Linked DNA regions of Mus musculus: all the other regions are linked to region 1. Evidence: chromatin contacts called from public promoter capture Hi-C data. All regions are on one chromosome and are shown on one strand. Each heading gives the region's core, a stretch centred on a gene start, on an enhancer-like site or on the middle of the called end of the contact. The rest is flanking DNA. Distances are from core to core; before and after follow the strand shown. Region 1 overlaps Ripor2 (RHO family interacting cell polarization regulator 2). Region 2 has its middle 61 kb from the start of Gm22013. Region 3 overlaps Cmah (cytidine monophospho-N-acetylneuraminic acid hydroxylase).

Region 1 (2,700 bases), core at 196-2,695:
TAAATCTTTGGGCCGAAGCAAGTAGAATTGATTGGCCAGAGTGAGCAGAGGTCCTAAGAATTCAATTCCCAACAACTACATGAAGGCTCACAACCATCTGTTCAGCAACTATGTACTCAAATACATAGAAATAAATAAATAAATAAATCTTTAAAAAAGAAAAAGAGACAGAGAGAGAAGGAAAGAAAGGCAAGAAGGAGAGAAGGAAGGAAAGAAGAGGAAGGAAGGAAGAGGAACAGAGGGACAGACAGAAAGAAGAAAAGAAAAAATAAAAAATGTTAAGTGAAGGTTCCCACTGAGGAAAGGATGGGGGGGGGGGGTGCAGAGAGCGTCCTGAATAACCTCTGGCTAGAACAACTAAACTGAAAGTCCCTCCTGAAGGCGGGGATGCTGCCCAAAGCTGTCGGGGGGGGGGGGGGGTGCTGTGATCTCTGTGCTCTGTAAAAGTGCTGTGGGGAGCTGTTGAGGCCAGATTCCAAAAACCTGTAAGGACCCAGCTGGATTCAGGACCCCAAATCAGAAAAGAAGCTAAGAACTGCGTGTCTTACAGAAAACTGCTTTTCTTCCCAACGATGACCTCATTCAAATGAGTTCCAGGAGGACACATGTCCAGAGGTCAGTGCTAGCTGGTCACCATGGCCTTTAGGATGAACTGGGAAACCTGCCCAGGAAGCAGGAAGGCCAGTACTAAGACACAGTCCGAGGTACACTCTTAGGAAGGTCATGGCAAAACTGGGAAACAATGGAGTACTTCTATGACCAGAACCGTGTCTGAGCAAAGGCAGCCAGTGGCACGGGGAGCCAGGTGAGCAGCTGTGTGGCTGTAGGTAGCTGGGAGGCTCTATAGCTGTGTAGCTGTAGATAGCTATGAGGTTGTATCTGCAACCTTTCTCCACTGTGATAAATTCTCTGAAAGAAACAACTTAAGAGGAAAACGATCCGTGGCGGCTTAAGATTTGGAGGAGTTTAGTCCACTATGGGAAGGGGAGCTATGGTAGTCGGAGAGGCCGGCAGCTGAGGCAGGGGTTAGAGTGGATCAGGAAGCCAGACACAGGCTGGAAGCAAAGCAGAGTTATAAACCTCAAGAACACACTCTCCAGTGTCTGATTCCTCCAGCTAGGCCCTAACTCTTAAAGACTCCATAACCTCCCACAACAGAGCTACCCAGCTGGTGGCCAAATGTTCAACCATGAGCGGGGGCATCATTTATCCACAGTCACACTGGGGGCAGCACCCTGTCCTCCATTCAGGCTGTGGAAGAGCTGTTGGATCATTAACACAGGAGCAAGGTAAAAGATCAAAAGAGACCCACCTGAGGGAACCCAGGGATGATTTCTGAGTGGCCATCATGAAAACCTAGCTGATACAACAGTTACCACCAAGCAGCTGAGAAAACACTGGGCTTTTCGCAGCTGTAGAAATGCCAGCAGGGCCTTGGGCCAGAATTTGCAGAACCTAGCCAGGCCCCAAAGTCCACGATAGCTGGTGCTCCAGCAGAAGTGCTCCCCCCGCCTGGGGAGCTTCGGCTGGAACTGGCTCCTCCTACCTGCTGCCATTCTGCTGTTATCACTGTCACCAGAGGCTGGAGATGCCTTATAAGGAATGTCAATAAGGTGTGTTCATTCCATGGACAGTGAGACCCAAAACTCATCACGACCCCAGCCCTCCTCCTCCCGTGATAAGAAATTTCTGGTGATTTTGAGAAGGGAGATCGTCAAAGAGTCCCCCCACCCTTCTCAACGTATCCATCATGGTACATAGTCAGCTTCCCTGAAGCGGGGTCCCTATTGTCACCTCAACATGTAACCAGCTAGTGGATTAACCAGGAGCTGATAATTTGTAGGTATTCAAAGGGTAAATAGGGTTTTCTTAGAATTAGCACATTGGGCTTCAGATTCATAAAAGCCAGCCAGCAGTGCTTTCTTTCCGATGTGTTTTTGTGGAGGTGGGGGAAAAAAGCCTAAATGCTCCAGAATTATTCATGAAAATCGCTTCCTCCAATCCTGCTTTTATTACAGTGGGTCCTCCTAAGTGGCTCATTAGCTTCTAATTGTTAGCGAGAGCTGCTCCTAAATGCATGGGCTCGCCAACTAAAAGGCATGCCAAGTTGGTGAGCTGCTGCCATCTAGTGTCGAAAGATGGTAAGAGGTGAGCCCATTTTGAAGCTTCCCTGGATTCGTCTTATTCATCACCATGCCCATGGGTCAATGGGAAGCAGATTTGTCCATTTGAGATAAATTGAGCCATTCACTGAAGGTAAAACACACAGTGTGACATCATCCTTGTTATGTCTACGTGAGTAAAATCTTGTTTGCTAGAAACACAACCCAGGGCAGGGAAGACAGCATAAAGCGAGCAAAAGGATATGGGTTTGGATCTGCAGAGCCCACATAAAAAGCTGGGCATCGGGTCATGTGATTATAATCCCAACTTGGCCTCTGATGGAAAAGGGACTTGAGATGGGTAGTAGGTCCCTGTGCTTTCTGGCCAGCCAATCTAACCAAACAGCAACCTCCAGGTTCAGTAAGAGATCCCATCTCAAAAAGGAAAAAAAAAAAAAAAAAAAAAAAAAAAGGGTCTATGAAGCATCCGCAAACATAGGCATACATATGCCTGTGTATACATGCACAAGCACGTACAAGCACAGGAGAAACTTGCCCCAGGACTCAAAGGTTAGAAATAGAAAACGTCTGTGCTGAT
Region 2 (2,700 bases), core at 167-2,666, 140 kb before region 1:
ATGTAGGCCTTCATGAATAGGTGGACTCAGAAACAAAAAATGACAGCTTTGTGACACTGTCTTAGTTAGGGTTTTACTTCTGTGGACAGATACCATGACTAAGGCAAGTCTTATAAAGGACAATTTAATTGGACTGGCTTACAGGTTCAGAGGTTCAGCCCAGTATTATCAAAGCGGGAACATGGCAGCATCTAGGCAGGCATGGTGCAGAAGGAGCTGAGAGTTCTACTTCTTCATCTGAAGGCAGCTAGTGGAAGACTGACTTCCAGGCAGTTAGAGTGAGGGTCTTAAGCCCACGCCCACAGTGACACACCTACTCCAACAAGGCCACACCTCCTAATAGGGCCACTCCCAGGGTCAAGAATATACAAACCACCACAGACACTCTGATCTAAACCAACCAATTTGGAGACCATGGTCATTTACACTGTGTGGAGTCTACAGTTTCTTGAGAACCAAGACTCTATCTACACAAAATACTATTCCCTTCTCACCACTTCCCAGTGCCCAGCTCAGTGTTTACTATACAGTGGGTACACAAGAAAAGCTGTTTATAGTCAACACTTGGGTCATTTAAACTCCAGGGTCTCAGTATTCACCACGCATTAGAATGACCAGGTAGTTACAAAGCGGCAGGGATTGATTCTGAGTTCATTGAACTGTACTCTGACCAGAGCTAGCAACCCTCACACTGGGAGCCTGGAGGCTCCTCATGTGAGAATGCAGTGAGCAGAGAAGACTGGAAACCCCTGCAACCCGAGCCTGCTAGTCACTCGTCTAGAGCAGAAGATACAGATTGTGACACACGTGACTGCAGCTGAAGAAAGCCTGCTCTAAAGTAAGCTAGGCGTGTGTAGTGCCAGTCACCCCTGTGCCACCGTGAGTTGTGGATTATGTAATGGACCAAGAACAAAGTCGAGAAGCTGAAAGACGGCACCTTCCAGAGCGCCACAGTACAAGGAAGAAGTCAGTTGTGAATGGCACAGTAAGATGCTGTGATGGGCACATGTATAGCATACCAGGGTCACACAGAGGAAGTATCACAAGAGAGGAAAAGAATTACCCTGGGTGGGGGTGGGGAGGACAGTTAGGTAAAGGTTCCTGGAGGTGACGTTCTCTCAGCTGGGTGTTGCTGGGTAAAGTCAAGTGTGCAGGCATGAGTTGGATTGGCTGGTGTTAAAAGAGTCAGAAAAAGTGGGGGAGGGGTGAGCAGGATACTGGTGAAGCCGTTCATGAAGGGTTTTGTGCATTAAGTTTGAATGGTATGGGACGGGAAGGCCTACCCACAATGCTTGCCTGTTATAAACGATGTTTAAGTGGAGAACTGATTGGCATTTACTGGATACCCTCACCCTGGCCATGCTTGAGTCATAACCAAGCAATGAACAGGGACACTTTCAGTTACAGTCTAGGTCTCCTGGCTGTGCCAAGCCAGTGCCTGTGACAAGCACCCTCAGCTGGCTTCTCTCCTGCTCCAGGGCTCCAGAGTTCAGAGAATAATGAATTATACGGAAGAATGCAGTGGGCTCCAGAGATTGGCCTGGCTGGCCAGAGCCTGCCCTGTGGTCCTCTCTGTCCTCCTGAAATACCACCACTGGCTACAGCAAGACTGACCCCACTAGACCGTTTCTTTCCTACCATTTCTCCATTCCTGGAGATGGACCCTTTGGATCAATTTGTTGTCTCTTTGACAACCCTCACTACTTCGGCCCTACCTCCTATGCAGCCACATCTACCTCCTTGAGTACCTCTCTCTGCACTCTGCCCCATAGATGGTAAGTGATAGCAGGGCAGGAGCTGTGGAGCTGGAGACCCCATTTGCAAGCTCAAAGGCCAGTCCATAGAAACCATGCAGAGAACAAATTGGAAAGATAGGGAAGAGAGAAAGGGGAGCCCCCTCCCCTGCATTCTGAGGTAAGGATTTCAGTTCAGGTGAGATGAGGTGTGGCCGCAGTTGGGTCAGGATCATTCGTTCATCTGGGGTCAGGGCCATTGGTCATTAGCACTGGCCTAGAACTCAATGCTCTACCCCAGGCTCCAGAACCGGCACATTTTAGTTAGTGCCTGTCCTATCATGCTCACGAGTCCCCTCAGTGTGTCTCTTCTTCCCCTTCCTTCAGTCTCCTGTTCTTCCCTACTCTACAGTAGAAAGTATAAGAAAGACAGTGGGGCTAGCGAGCCGCTGTGGCGAGTGGACCAGAACATGTCTAACCTTTACCTTAAAACCAAGTTGTTACATAGGGAAAGTTTGATTTTACATTTGCGTGGGGAAAAAAAAAACAGAAAAGAGTAGGGATGTCCACTGCTGATGAAACTAAGCTTACTCTATGCTGCTCAAAGTGTGATTCATCTGCCTTTGAATAGAAATGTGACAGATAACCATTTGTGTTCTTAACCTTTAATCCCACACTGAGCCAGACAAAAGGTATGGGCACAGAGATGTCCTTGGGGCATTATCTCAAGCACTAACTACAGACAAGTTAAATCCTAATAGCAGAAGTGCTTGCTTAAATTGGGGCATGTCAACAAAACTCAGCATTAAGACCCATTGATGCGTTTTATAAAGCCAAGGATATGTTTTTTAGAGCACAGTATGGTGGGTTGGGAGAGGGCACCTCAGCGGGCCCATGCTGAGGCATCCCTTCCCCCTAAGGTACCAGCCCCAAGACAGGTCTAGTATAGAATAGAGTTTATTTGGGG
Region 3 (2,700 bases), core at 114-2,613, 240 kb before region 1:
TGTGACTCCTTACCATATTTAGGGGGATCACTGAAAGCAAATTTTCTGGAAACAATAATTGTAGGATCATGGAAATGACTGTATCACAGCTCAGTAGTGGGATTGTAGACATATCCTCTGATAGTTTGTATAAGGAGGCATTAAATCATATTCCCTGTTCAGCCTCAAACGGTTAATGCAAGCCCACTTTCCCCATAGGCAAACTGAGCTCTGCACAGTGAACCATTGGGCAGTAGCATACACTGAGCAAACTGTATGACCTATGACCTCAGGACCCTGAAAAGTAAACAATCGCAGAAAATAGAAACAAAATGACAGCTTGACAGAATAACCCTTCAGTGATGCTGAGGTTTTAACTTTGTGTTTACTTGATTATTTGGGAATGGTATCCTGTGATGAAGTCCAGGCTAGCTTCAAACTCAAGATGCTTCTGGCTCAGCCCCAAATGCTAGGATTATGAGCACGTGCCACTATGCCACACCCTATGCTTCTGTTTTCTCAAAACCATAGTCTCTCTCTCTCTCTCTCTCTCTCTCTCTCTCTCTCTCTCTCTCTCTCTCTCTCTCTCCCTCTCTCCCTCTCCCTCTCTCTCTCTCTCTCCTCAAGACAGTCAAAGAGTGGTGTTGAATGCTGGTGAGAACAGGACACATTGCTGGGGTAAGGGTGGAGCAGGGTAGAGCAGGGGTGGGGTCGAAATCGAGGAAGATCAGAATAAGCAGGAGAACCTTCTGAGCTGGAAGGTTTTGTTTCCTTTAGTTCTTTCCTTTTCACTTGCCAAGTCCCCAGGTGACTGCTTCAGTCACAAGGCTGCCTCCATGAAACCCCAGGAGAGGGGAAAGAAGCCTTCTCTCAGGTCAGAAGGACTTTGATTTCAAGAGAGTAGAGAGAATCCTGTTGCTCTTTCTCTTCTTCCCTCAACTCGCTCCACCTACCTTCCCTGTTTGCTCTTTGGGAGACAGGGTCTGCTGCAGTATCCCGGTCCAGCCTTGAACTTGCAGCAGTTCTTGCCCCAGCTTTCCGAAGACGCAGAAAGGCCGTGAGTCTTGCTCTGTTGCTGTTTTTCTTTCTCTAATGCTTGGCCCCAAAGTAAATGGAATTCTTAGAAAGAAAGTACTCATCCAGTCAGGGAAGCCAAAGCCCTGGCTTCTCAGTAGATTATTTTCTACTGATGGATCATTTGACATTGATAGAGAGTAGACACTTGGGAGGCAAGAAAGTACTGGGGAATGTTTCAGGGAGAGTTATGGCTTATGAAAATGAGCCAGAAGAGCAAGTAAACTCTGGAGCTCGGCAACTGGCTGTACTTTGTGACCATAAGCAGGAGACGGAGACTCTGCAACTGAAGTACAAGAGAGAGCACAGCTTAAGCCCCATACTGGTGACCTGTGTGACCCCATGCTGGTGATTTGGCAATTGTGGAACAGAGCTAAAAGAGGAACTGAAATGAAAACCGCAGCCTGAAGATAGCATTTTTGAACTTGTAGCATAAACATGACCTGCTTTTAATATTTATTAAAACGAAAGTATAAACTGCCACAAATAGAAACAACACCCAGAGTATCATAAAATAGTTTTCTAAGGAAAAAGATAAGATCAAAAACTAAGTATAAAGAAAACCAGGAAAACATTGCCATGTCACGAGGGGAAGCACAATATATAGTAGATCCAAAATGACACAGATGCTAGAATTATTAGGGAAAAAAATCAAACATCTATAAAAGTTATGTTTCAATAAGTAATGGCAAAATCCTTTGACTGTAAAGACAGAAAGAAAGCTACTCACACAGAGAGAAGATAGAAGAACTAAATGGAAAATTTACATTCAAACTACACAGTCTACAAGGGCAAACACCTGGATGTGTTTCAAGGGCCTGCTGGGATTGAGAACAGCAAGAGGAAGTGAACTTAAAGATAGAGCAACAGAAGCCATGAAACCTATAAACAGGAAGAAAAAGACTGGGACAAACAAGAACAGGGGACCCGTGGGACAACGGCAAATGTCAGGTATCCATGAAGAAGAGGTAAAGGCCACGCATGTAAACAAGAGGAAGAGTGGGTGGATGGAACTAAACTTAATAAAGGTCAGAAACTTAGATGCTAGAAGCACAGTAAGGCCCCAAACAATATAAACTTGAATCAAAAGAAGCCTGGACCCATCAGAACAAAATTACCAAAACATAAAGACACAGCAATATCAAATTACCTTGGTTTTTTGTTTGTTTGTTTGCTTGCTTGCTTGTTTTTATCAGAGGAAACAATTCAAATAACTGGGCTTCTAATCAGAAACAGTGATGGCTGGAAGTTAGTGGAATTTTAAATGTGTTTACAAGACAAAACAATTGCATCTAGATCCAGGAAAGAGGTATTGGGGCAGAGAGGAAAGCAGACATTCTCAGATGAGAGGGCTCTGGGGATCACTGCCTTAGAAAAACTCATGGGATGTTCTTCGATTAAAGAGGCGTGGTTGTGAGGGAGAACAGAAATGAAAATATCTTGACATATTTAGTGGACAGCTTTTTCATTAGGTTTTTTAATTTGAAAGATGATGTAACACCGAGACAACTATCAGTATGGAGAGATGTTATAGATTAAACTGTGTCTGTTCAAAATTTTTATATTAAAACACTGAGCCCTGAGTAGTTCAGAAATAGAGCTTGCTTGAAGGTAGGGCCTATACAAAAGGAATCTAGTTAAAATGAT

Evidence for each region. Capture Hi-C pulls out chosen DNA fragments and counts their contacts.
Region 2: a contact with region 1 is called in a promoter capture Hi-C map of liver. The contact joins two enhancer-like sites. A contact is called at or near these places in 4 of 15 datasets of contacts at CTCF or cohesin (the NIH/3T3 cell line, embryonic stem cells and large pre-B cells), 12 of 484 Hi-C or Micro-C datasets (bone marrow-derived macrophages, embryonic stem cells and liver), 2 of 115 datasets of contacts at active chromatin or transcription factors (double positive thymocytes and embryonic basal ganglia) and 3 of 9 other capture datasets (adipose tissue, liver and pancreatic islet).
Region 3: a contact with region 1 is called in a promoter capture Hi-C map of liver. The contact joins two enhancer-like sites. A contact is called at or near these places in 1 of 15 datasets of contacts at CTCF or cohesin (pro-B cells), 6 of 484 Hi-C or Micro-C datasets (CD4 T cells, CD8 T cells, bone marrow-derived macrophages and 2 more), 3 of 115 datasets of contacts at active chromatin or transcription factors (the 230-238 cell line, embryonic basal ganglia and large pre-B cells) and 4 of 9 other capture datasets (adipose tissue, embryonic stem cells, liver and 1 more).

Annotation. Positions count from the first base shown.
Region 1 is chr13:24,685,391-24,688,090 of GRCm38.p6, forward strand. The region is part of intron 8 of Ripor2 (RHO family interacting cell polarization regulator 2); the gene reads left to right. Among named protein-coding and RNA genes, the nearest start is that of Ripor2, 48 kb to the left of the region's middle. Within about 2 kb of position 1,446, at least 37 of the 459 cell types and tissues checked have an H3K27ac peak or open chromatin away from gene starts, as enhancers often do. A contact at or near this core is called in liver, where this site is marked.
Region 2 is chr13:24,546,150-24,548,849 of GRCm38.p6, forward strand. It overlaps a transcript of Ripor2 not described here. Among named protein-coding and RNA genes, the nearest start is that of Gm22013, 61 kb to the left of the region's middle. Within about 2 kb of position 1,417, at least 48 of the 459 cell types and tissues checked have an H3K27ac peak or open chromatin away from gene starts, as enhancers often do. A contact at or near this core is called in liver, where this site is marked.
Region 3 is chr13:24,443,483-24,446,182 of GRCm38.p6, forward strand. The region is part of intron 11 of Cmah (cytidine monophospho-N-acetylneuraminic acid hydroxylase); the gene reads left to right. Among named protein-coding and RNA genes, the nearest start is that of Gm22013, 42 kb to the right of the region's middle. Within about 2 kb of position 1,364, at least 77 of the 459 cell types and tissues checked have an H3K27ac peak or open chromatin away from gene starts, as enhancers often do. A contact at or near this core is called in liver, where this site is marked.